2 separate regions of the Triticum aestivum genome follow, and region 1 is linked to region 2. A link is a contact called in public Hi-C data. All regions are on one chromosome and are shown on one strand. The core of a region is the stretch at or near the end of the contact, and the rest is flanking DNA. Distances in the headings are between cores, read along the strand shown. Region 1 holds the start of LOC123060012 (TOM1-like protein 6). Region 2 holds the start of LOC123059940.

The links. A called contact is a pair of places that touch in the nucleus more often than the background predicts.
Region 1: a contact with region 2 is called in a Hi-C map of leaf, with 2.7 times the contacts expected there. The contact joins the promoter of LOC123060012 here to the promoter of LOC123059940 in region 2. A contact is called at or near these places in 2 of 5 Hi-C or Micro-C datasets (both in leaf).

Annotation. Positions count from the first base shown.
Region 1 is chr1A:495,342,673-495,348,379 of IWGSC CS RefSeq v2.1, forward strand. It overlaps LOC123060012 (TOM1-like protein 6), which reads left to right and starts at 2,495. Exons shown (of 9, transcript XM_044482576.1): 1 at 2,495-2,816; 2 at 3,949-4,027; 3 at 4,265-4,363; 4 at 4,840-4,953; 5 at 5,159-5,307; 6 at 5,422-5,503; 7 at 5,587-5,672. The coding sequence starts at 2,674.
Region 2 is chr1A:494,821,831-494,827,414 of IWGSC CS RefSeq v2.1, forward strand. It overlaps LOC123059940, which reads left to right and starts at 1,655. Exons shown (of 7, transcript XR_006427663.1): 1 at 1,655-1,949; 2 at 2,102-2,256; 3 at 2,533-2,587; 4 at 3,139-3,213; 5 at 4,037-4,564; 6 at 5,161-5,444.

The DNA.
Region 1 (5,707 bases), core at 1,245-3,744, 520 kb after region 2:
GTTTGGCGGCCGGAGAAGTCGTCATATGCACGTGGCGAAAGCAACAATCCCATCACATTGAATTTCCTCGCATGCATCTGGGTGGTCAGTCCTGCTGGATGTAAAACGTTGCGATGGCCAGCGATTTTGCTTCGCCGGTGTGATTATGAAATCGGGGTGTTCATTTCAATCAATAATGAAAAAAAATATCCCGCTGCCTGTCGTTCTCCCGTCGATGCTGTTCACAGGGTCAACGGCGCTCTTTCTTCTTCCCCGAAAAAAAAAGAGAGCCGTCTCCTTCTGTCCCACTGCGAGCGAATTAATTTCTCGAGTTTGATTAGTCAATCATTCTCTGGTCGTAGCTCATTAATCAGCTGATTAGTTGGGAATGAAACGCGTGATGATGACGGCCGGATGCTCCACCCGACCGGCAACGTACAGAATACTTTAGCTAGTATTCGATTCGATGATCGGATTAAGCAAAAGGAGGCAGCGCCGCAGCAGGAATCCTCCCGGCTGGACGGAGGCTTGGAAAGGACGGTTACGTGTCGGCCCCGTGAATGTTGGGCCCTTTGACTGGTTGGCTGAGACGTGGACGTCTGCATTCTTTATCGATTCCATCCATGCCTACTACTAGGGTTTAGGGGGCGGTGTTCAGCAAAAAGAAAGGAGTGCATTTGCTGTGCATGGGCGACCCAACATTCACGGATTCTCCTACGTGTGTTTCGCGCGTACGGACGAGCTGCCAGCCTTTCGCAAAAAGCCTTCGTGTCGAAGAATTAGACGTACGTTCAAGAAAAATAGATGCTGTATGTACGGCGTAGCCAGGTTTACTTGCCATGGACGCACACGACCGCGAGACTTTGGCCACGCCCAACTTCTAAACGAGCTGCGAACCAACCTATGGTTAAAATCCTGAGGCTTGCATTTAAAGCATTCATAGTCGAACTTTACAAATTTGGTCTTTCAAACATTCGCGAACGCGTCCATGTACACTGACCGGTTACGCCTCAAATTAGCCAGTTTATATCCACATCTCCCATATTTCGTTCCATAGATTCATACAAAGCATGTAAAAGGAATCCTACGTATTACTCTAGCTACTCTTCGTCGTTGGAGATGTCCACGACGACGGTGCCCGGCGCCGGTTGGACGGGCGGGTAGGAGGGCTCCGGCTCATCCTCCTCCTGCCCGACCTCATCCATGTAGGTGGATATACCCGCCTCCTTTACGGCCTCTTGCGTCTCCATCTCCTGATGACGACCGCTTCCGCTGCCGACTCCGACCGGAGGGAATCAAGGATGACCTGCTGCTTCGCCTGCAGATCCCCATCGCCAGCGTCCCCCACATCCTCCTCCTCCTCCATCTCCTCCTCCGGATCCACTGCATCCGGAGGTAGCCCCGCGGCTACCCGGGCTACACGCCTAGCCCGGATCCGCTCAAGGAGCTCGAGCCGGCGCTTCGACGTCAGAAATGGCTCGCTCCTCACCCGACGACGTAGGGGCATGGCTACTAGGCGGACGGGTAAAGTGGCGATGGCGGCGGACAGGAGGAGGAAAATGTGGATGGATGGTAGGGTTTAGGTGCCGCCGAGCGACTTAAATAGTCGGGCAATGCACTACGCGGCCCGCCGGAGCTACACCACGCGGCGCCGCCGATCTAACGGAGGAGACGAGCTTCGGACCGTCGGTTTGAGAGCGTTTCCGGCTGGGCCCCCTTCGCCAGTCCGACATGGTGGGCGTGCCCTGGCGTCCCCATATTCGCCCCATATTTGGGCTGAATATAGAAGGTGCCGGTCAGCCCGAGCGTTTGAGGGCCGTTTAAGAGGCCCGTCTGGGTCAAAAAATCATGACCGGGCAGCCCGTCGGGGTGTATGAGGCGGGTTTGAGAGGTTCGGCTATAGATGCTCTTATTCCAAATTATTTTAGGATTTTCATCGATATGCCTTCAGTAGGAGGAGATGTTTCCCTCGACTATGAGATGCCTACGGTGTGACCTAGTAAAATCTCGGGATGACATGCCGGCTCAGTGCCTCGAAGGTGCTCATAAATGTAGTGTGTGCGTGTGTGCATTTATAGTCATACGGATAAGTATATGCGCGTATATATGAGCACTTGCGTCTATATTATGTTAAAAAAACTTCTATACGAGCTTTTTTAAGCCTTTAACCATCTGCTGATCAATGAAAAGCTCTCAGTGCAGAAGCCCCTTTTGCGTACTTTTCATCGGTCTAACCAAAGACGGCAACGCAACGCAAGGACCGTCAGCGCGTGCGCGGATAAACCCCGTTCCCGCACAAGACGACCGACCGAGCCAAAGCAAAAACCCGCTTAAACCCAAACCGGTAAGTAACCCCAGTCCGTCTCGCCTCGCCTCGCCTCCGGCACCTTCCGAGCCCCGACCACCCCGCGCAACCGCCGCCACGTGGCCTCCGGACCCACCCGTCATGGACGTACACCCGCGCGGCCTCAGGTGGATAAACGCGCCCAATCCGCTTTTCGTCGCCTCCTCCAATTTGGCTAGTCCACCTGCCATCCTCGCCTCCCCTCCTCCTCTCCTCGTAAAAGGAGGCGCCGAGAATACGTCAGAGGAGCTGCGCTTCCCCAAGCCCCAAGCGACCGCCGCCGCCGGAAGGACCAGGCTGCCCGCGGGAGGCGGTTTCGCGAAGCTAGGCAAGCTAAGGGGCCTCCGGCGATGTACCCGGTGGGGACGGCCCCGCGGCCGGGGTCGCGGCTGCCGGCGGCGTCGCGGGTGGACAAGGCCACCAGCCATCTGCTGCAGGGGCCCGACTGGGCCGTCAACCTCGAAATATGCGACACCCTCAACGCCGACCGATGGTGACTACTGCTACTGATCGTCGCCTCCCCTTCCCTTCTCCCCCCGCCCGCCTCCTGCTATGGTTGTTTCGCTTTTGGTGCTTGCCGCTGAGTGGGGAGAATTACGGTGGTGGGGGATTTGGGATTTGTCCCGCGCGCGAGGCTTGTTGCTTTGTCCTTGCTGTTGTTGCGTCGCTCGTGGCTGGCGGCGGGGTTTTTGGCTTCGGGGGGCCGTTGACCCGATCGATTGGGGCGGCTTTTGGGTCAAAATTGCAATCTATTTGGGAATTCTTGCTAGCTAATTGATTCGAGGTGGCTTGAGTTGATTGGTAGGAAGTGGCCTCTAGCCTGTTGTTACCTCGGACAATTTTCTAGTGGTTATTAGTTATTACTCTGTTATGCAACTATAATATGGGCTGCAAGTACTAAGCAGACGCGTGTAGGTTACTTTTAGCTTGCGGTGGCACGTTTCATAGTTTCTTCAACTTAGGCTGAGCTGAGAAACTGAAGCTCGAGCTCAGGTATGGTCCTTTTGGAGCGTCAGGTGAGATGTCGCCAAGGATTATGACGGAATATGCATACAGGACCGTTCATTATATGGCTCCAGCAATGGTGTGCACAGTAGCTTGCTTGCCATTCATGCCAATCAAGATATCGATTCTAATGGTAGTACTCCCTCCGTTCCATATTAGTTGTCTCTGAAATGGATGTATCTAGATGTATTTCAGTGCTAGATACATCCGTTTGAGGCGACAACTAATATGGAACGGAGGGAGTAGTTCTGTGGTCGAGAAAATATGATTGATAAGCTATCCATAGCACTAAGAAACTTCCTGTCTAATTTTGATGCCTAGCCTAGCCTGTTGGGCAATGATCTGTCGGAACCAAACTGCACCACAGCTGTTCATGATGGAAATGTGTTTGAACTTCTATTGTGCTGGGGTATTCATATGTGGGAAGGCATCCAGATTACTATATAATTGCTTATGATTTATTGCCATTATGTTTCAATAGAGGATTCCAAATAAATAAACCTTTGGATTATGGTGTGTTTGTGTAAATGTACTGATTGGAGGACATCCAGATTAACTTATGTATTCGCAGAGAAGCTTTACCTTACCGGATGCTAATATATTTGCAAATCCTTTATCAGGCAAACAAAAGATGCGGTAAAAGCAGTAAAGAAGCGGCTGCAGAATAAGGACCCGAAAGTTCAGTTTTTCACTTTGACGGTGCGTATTTCTAATAATATGTGTTATTGGTAGTTTTCTGTAATGATTTGCTGTGAAAACTCTAGATTTGTTTTTCTGGTCAGTTTTAGTTTGTTAGAAGTAATTCAGATACTATTATACTTATCTGCCACTGTAAGATTGTTAACTTAAGAAAGCAATAAGTCAAGTTATTTATCCCACCAAGATAACTTCATGGGCTACTTTTATTGTTGACACTGGTTATAAAATTCTTTGCAGCTCTTGGAGACAATGATGAAGAACTGTGGTGAATATGTTCATTCTGAAGTTGCTGAGCTGCATGTTTTACAAGAAATGGTTAAAATTGTTCAGAAGAAGGTATACCCTCCTTTGATCCTTCATCCTTCTAAGTCATTTCCAGATATTTCTCAGTGTTCAACACAATTTGGCTACATCCATTTTTGTATGCTTGTTTACTTGGTTATCCAAAAAATATTTAGTGACAGATAATTTTGTCATGTCATTTAGAACTTTATGAATGAATGTTATGAACTCTCATGTTAGACATACTTGGTAAAATCACAAATACAATAAGAACCCTTTTGGCCAATCCCTGTTATTTTGTGTGTTTGAGTCTCAACCATCACTCTTCTTCAGGTGAACTTGCTAACTGTTATTGGGTAACATGGTAACAGTCATGTCTGCGATTCATCCATAATGGATCATATATTTTGCGTTGCCATTTTGTGGTTATATTTCTTACTTTGATTTCTGTCTTCTGTTTCTTTGTACTAATGGAAAACAATCAAACGTAGTCCTAAGTCTTTTGGAATGCTTATTTTCTGAATATCCAGCACGATATGCAAGTGAAGGATAAGATATTGATACTGCTGGACTCATGGCAAGAAGCATTTGGTGGACCTGGGGGCAAATATCCACAGTATTATTGGTCATACATTGAACTAAAGGTATGGCTGCAAATTTTCCCCCAGTGTAAACCTCACACTTTTCAACAGAACCAGTCCAGTATACATTTCTGTGGAGCCAAGAACATGCCCTGAGAGAAAAGTTTAAAGTACAAGTAGTTCAGCCTCAGATAATGCTCACGTCTTACTATTTTGGGGACAAGCTACTGGGCTTTAATTATATCAGCTAAGGTGACATCTTTTACAGAGGTCAGGAGTAATGTTCCCACGCCGTCCTATGGATGCCCCTCCAATATTTACTCCTCCTGTGACGCATCAGTCTCAGCCATATGGTTCACCTGCATATCCCACTGGAAGTCTAAATGACAGAATGGCATCTGATGTTGAAACGCTGAGGTTGCATTTCTTCTCTAGTACTCCATATTCAACTCCTTGAGCTTTTCTTGCCTGAGCTATCTGTTCTATTGCTCCATTTAATGGTTATAACTTGTTATCTCTTTTCTGCTCCAGTTCAGGGGATCTGGATAATATTAGAGATGCAACAGAATTACTGAGTGATATGGTGAATGCTTTGAATCCTGCTGATCGCATGGTAAACCGAATATTTAAAAGAAAATTGCATGGCTAGTTTGGTGAATTGCATGAAATAACCTATTCAATTATTGGTGATGCCAGGCTGTTAAAGATGAAATTGTTACTGAGCTTGTCAGCCAAAGTCGTTCAAATCAACAAAAGCTCATGGGATTTGTCAGTTCAACAGGGTAAGCTCATGTCTCCCACAGACGTACAAAGAATA
Region 2 (5,584 bases), core at 405-2,904:
TGTTTTGTTTAGTTTATGATTTATTTTAGGATTTTCTGTTTGTTCATTTTCTGTTCGATTTTTTTTACCTTTTCTTGTTTTTATTCTATTTAAAATTTTATGTTTTTTTTTTCAAAATCCTTATATTTTTAGAAAATTGGAACATATCAAAATTTTGTATTTTTAGAAGATCGTACCGATTTTAGAAATCTGAGAATGTTTGAATTTTTTTTAATTTGGCGACATTTTCCAAATTCTTGAACTATATTTAAGATACTACTACTGGGTGTAGTTACACCTATTTCTCATATACTACCATGTGGTACTATATACTCTACTTTGTTATTTTTAATATGTTCATATACTATATTTAAGATACTCTAAAGTGAGTCATATGAAAAAATTGCAAGTGAGCTCATAGTTTTATTGTATTTGTGAAATACGTACACATTTGTACGTGAAATGAGTATGTACAAAATATGGTACATGCTATCAAAAAAAGTAGTATATATATTACCTAAACATTCTTATATACTACTATGCGTACATACTCTTCAATATGATAGATACTATCTAGAACGTATGGAACAAAAGTGGGAGTAACTACACTCAGTAGTAGGATATTCATGAATAGTATTTGAGATCTGAGGATATTTTCAAATTTTTGAATGATTTTCTAAAATCTGAGAACAATTTGATGTTTGGAATCTTTTTTGAAATTCAGGAACAATTTTCAAATTGATGAATGCTTTTTTAAATAACCTTTTTTTAAACCCATGAATCCTCTATTCTTAAACAGTTGCAACCCACTATCTATTTTTCCCTTCACGCAACCATGCGACATCATCAAGTCATGCATGTGGTCGTAAGCTACAATTTGTGCACTAATCTATTAATGCAATCATGCTACCTCATCAAGCATGCATATCAATTTGATTCACTTTTTTTGTGCGGGCATAAAAGGCCATGTTATACATTTTTGTAGCATGACCTAAATATATTTATATGTTGTACGTTTGGAGCAAATATAGGTAGGTCATGTTATACATTTTTGTTAACATGGCATCCCATTTGACTTCAATTAAATATATTTCTCCTTTTATACAACATTTTGTTTTATGCTTCATATACTTTATTGTTTTCAAAATATATCTTGAGAGCATTTTTTATTTTTTTTCAATAGTTTTAGTTTTTCTAGCATCAGTTTACGCATATGTTTTATCAAGGTTGCAGCAGCAACACACGGGGCATCATCTAGTCTTTTCATAATTCATAATTGTTTTTGGGCATTTCTTAAAATTCACAATCATTTTTTGAAATCCCCAAAAAGAATTGAATTAAGGAAAATTATTTCCAAACAGGTGACCATTTTTAAAAATTCCAAGCATTTTTCAATTTTATGTACATTTATCATAAATGAGAAAAGAAGCAACAGGAAAAAAAAATCAGGGCGCATGTGCCCCGCACTGGACCGGCCCAAACAGCACGATTTTGCTTACCCCACGCCGCAAAGCGAAGTCACTAGTTAAGGATTAGCTTCTCAAATTAAACACATTCAACTGCGCATCAAGGGCGAACGCCCGCGCTAGCCACGTCGGCGCTGGACCGCGCACTCACGCGAGAGCAAACGGCTTCACTGGATATCTCTCCCGCAGATAACGCCTGCCTAGCTAAATTTGCGATGGATCCTTTCCTTCCCTGCGAAAACGGCTCGGGGTTTGACCTTTCTCGTTTCCAACCCTCTCCTTCCGCCTCCGCCGCCACACCCCTCGGGTTTGAAGCCCACACACGCGGCCTCTCTCCCATGTAACCGGCCGGCATGAGCATCGCCAGCGGGAGAGCACGCAGCCCACCCCAACAGCAGCGGGGAGCTGGCCTGCCGCCGCCGCCGGGGAGGCGACCCGGCGACCGGAGGAGAGGGCGCCATGGCGCGGAAGCACGGCTGGCAGCTCCCGGCCCACACCCTGCAGGTCCGTCCGTCCGTCCGTCCGCCAGCTCCTCCCCCCCTCCCTTCCCCACCTTTCCCTTTCCTCCCACGCTGGCTCGGATCGGCGCGGCAGCTGGGACGGAGGCCGTACGCACCCTCGCCGATGGCGGCGTATTGATCCAGCTAAATCGGCAGGCGGCTTCCGGCGGAGGAGTCTCGTGTTGTTCGTGGAGGCTGCGAGGAGGTAGCGATGGGGATCGGCTACCGAGCGAGGGCAAGGGCGCCGATCTTCCATCTCCTGTTTGTAATCACCGGCGCGGCCACCATCGACTGGATCTTCACCCCCTCAGGTGCGCTCACACTTTTCCTCTCTGCAGTACTTGGATCCCTCTTTCTCTACCAACCGGTGATTGAACAGATTAATGTGTCTCTACACCTTGTTAGTTAGTACTATTAAGAAAATGAAGGTTGCTCCTGCCGTGAAACAACTTAAAAAATTATAAACAAAAGTTGATGGACGAGCTGCAGCCGATGGTCGGTGATATACTGATATGTGTTTGTGCCAGAGCTTTTGCACTCTCCTTGCATCAATTTTTTATCTAACTCTACTATGTCTGGCATAATAGGATGATGAGGCAAGTCAGTAAGTTGAGAAGGTCAACAGTTGAAGCGAATCTCAATGTATTACTTGATAACTCTTTAGTGCATTTTTTGTGCCAACATTACATTAATCAATCACTTTGATTAGTGGAAGCAACTAAGCTGTTGTTGTAAGTACATATAATCAGAACGAAGGGTGAGCGCGGATAAGCAGATCAATAGGTTGCTATATTATTCCACATATATGGGTTTGTGTGATGTTACTTTGGATTACTAAGATTGTTAATCTATACTGGAAATTAGTGGCTGTTAAAAATTAGTCTTGATTTACTATAGCAATAGTTGTTGGTTACAGCCATTACAAAGATTGATTAGTTCTATCAGGTTATTTAAACAGCAGCAAGGAATGAACATTACAGCTCTCTTTGATTTTCTTTGATGTTTCCTCTTTTGTCTGATCTGAATTAATATGTCATGACTATATATTCTACCCCACATCATCATTCCTTCTACATCGCTCATAGGAGAATATTGTAATGGCACTTTATTACTTGGTGGTAATAGACATAACTCCAGTCTTGCCATGTTTGTACAATTAATTTAATTCAATTCCAAACATGTATCATTTGCAGAAGATGTGCCATCAGTTGATGGGCAGCTAACCGTTGCAAGAGCATTCAGAGATATGAGCTGCTACTCATACACAGGTATTAGCTTCTGTGTTGTCTAAATTAATTTAGTTTGAAACTTGGATGAAACGGCCAAACGAATTTGATCTATATTGATTCTGTTAATTGAGCTATGTAGGGCACAATAAATATAGCCTTTTCTTATTTCTTTCTGGAAAGCATTTGCCAAAGAAATTGAAAGGCAGCACTCTTATCAGCTGTCATTTATTGTTTCTTCCGATAAATCCCTGCTTAGTTATTTCTCACAGGAATGATATATAGGTTGCTCTTGGTTCATCTACTTTGTACTTATGAGTTATGAGATGTTTCTCTGTTTTAGATTGTGGAGTAGTCGTGTGATCTGTAAAATGTACTGCATACATACCAAAGAAAGTATTTGGATTTGCGAATCGTGTAATAGAAACCGGGATGTGGGCTTTCTAGAACAGGTTGAGGTTCAAATCCTGAAAGTTAGTGATGTAGCCATGAAAATCAGGGAAGCTTCTCTTTTTTCCTTTTATCACATGAAATGAGTGCTATTATCACTGTATTCGTATTTTGTTATTCTTTCTACAATGATCAGGCATGAGTATTCTTTCAAAGTGAGCTTCATTTCTCTATAGTCAGGTCTCTAGCTGGTATTTTTTTAAATATTTTCAGTGCCATGAAATGATCAAATTCGATAATTCACATGTATCAAACAACACAACTCAGCTGCTGTTCTTGTTTTTTCTATATGCTTGCTCCGTGCTCCGACAGATCTAAATCCATAAATACAACAATGTTGGGTTGCTCTGTTTTATCTACTATAATTTGCACGCCTATTTTTTAAAATTCTTATTGTTTCATTCACTTGCTGAAGCTCCTACAAACCTACAGAGCCATTGTTCTCCTACCTGGGAGCGGATAGGAAGGATTTGGGTGCCGGCAACGTGGGGCTGAGAAGAAAGGAGGATGTGCGAGGACAACTAGTGGGCGTACTACAACCGCAGCTGATTCGTGTGTGTTGTTTGTTCGATCCAACCCTTCCGTCTGCAGGGCCTGGCGAAGGGAATGAAGATGCACACCCTCGGCCTCGGCCATGACTTTGTCCTCTAGGTACAAAAGCGAGATAGACTGAAATTTGATAAACATTTGCTGAATATACAGTATTGCATGATTCCTTGTATTAGCCTCTTTCCAAATGCTCAGTTTTATGACAGGAAGATTTTACATGGTTCAAATATCCTGTCTCCTAGCTATGACAAGGATTATACATGCCTCCTGTATGGCAGCTACACTCTTATGAATGTCACGGACGGGAGGGAAGACAAGGAGGGCACAGGAAACAGTCGACGAAACATGGTTGAAGTTGCTGTTGTTCTGCACCTCATCCAAACCATCTTTAGATGTATGTCTAAGCTGAGCCCTCTCTTTTCTTGCATCCTTAGTATATCCTGCCTCGATGTCCTTGGTAGTTATTGATTTGTTTTTATATTAAGCGACTTCGCTGATATAACATGGCATCTTTAGAAGCTTATAGTGTCCTCCTTTCTTGTATTTTAATGTTGCATAATCTTCGTTGATAAAAAAAGTGATCGCGCAATACTTTATGTTCAACAATCCAGTTTGTTACCTCTGTATACCTTGTGTTTTTTAATTCCGTCAATCTGGGTTTATGAAAATTCAGTTCCCTATTTGTCAGCAAGTCCACTGTCATCTACTTCCTTGTTTAATAGATAATGTTACATTTTTATTTGCAAAACTGTGAACATTAAGTAGATGACATGAAAGATGAAACATAGCTCTATGAGAGTTGTTGGCCACTACATGTACTCACTTTTTGATAGTGTTTGTTTTTACCTTCAGAGCTGAAAATAATGTTGTGTTAATTGTAAGCTGATACAAAATCAACTTCAGTTTGCTAAAGAAAGTTCTCTTGCTAGCCTTGTGGAGAATTGACCCCAAAAGATCAGTATAGACTTAGCAGTTTAAATTTTTCTGCAGGTTGGAAAAGTACAGGCAAAGCGCTTAGCATCGGTGTGGTCTCTTCCTATAGTCTCAATTTGATGCTATTAAAGATAGACTTGATAAAAAATACAACACATGTGATGGCTTTCATGTGCGCATCAAGTCTATTGATGGTTTTCAAGGAGAAGAGGATGATATATTAATACTATCAACGGTAATATCCAATTGGAATGGAGTTGTTGGGTTTCTTGCTGATAACCAAAGAACAAACATTACATGGGACAAGGGCAAGGCTCTGGATTTTCTGAATGAATCGTTAGGTACGCAGGCAACATTCATATATACTCCCTCCGTTCCAAAATAGATGACCCAACTTTATACTAACTTTAGTATAAATAAAGTTGGGTCATCTATTTTGGAACGGAGGGAGTATTCACTTGCGTCTCAGACCACTGTCGTA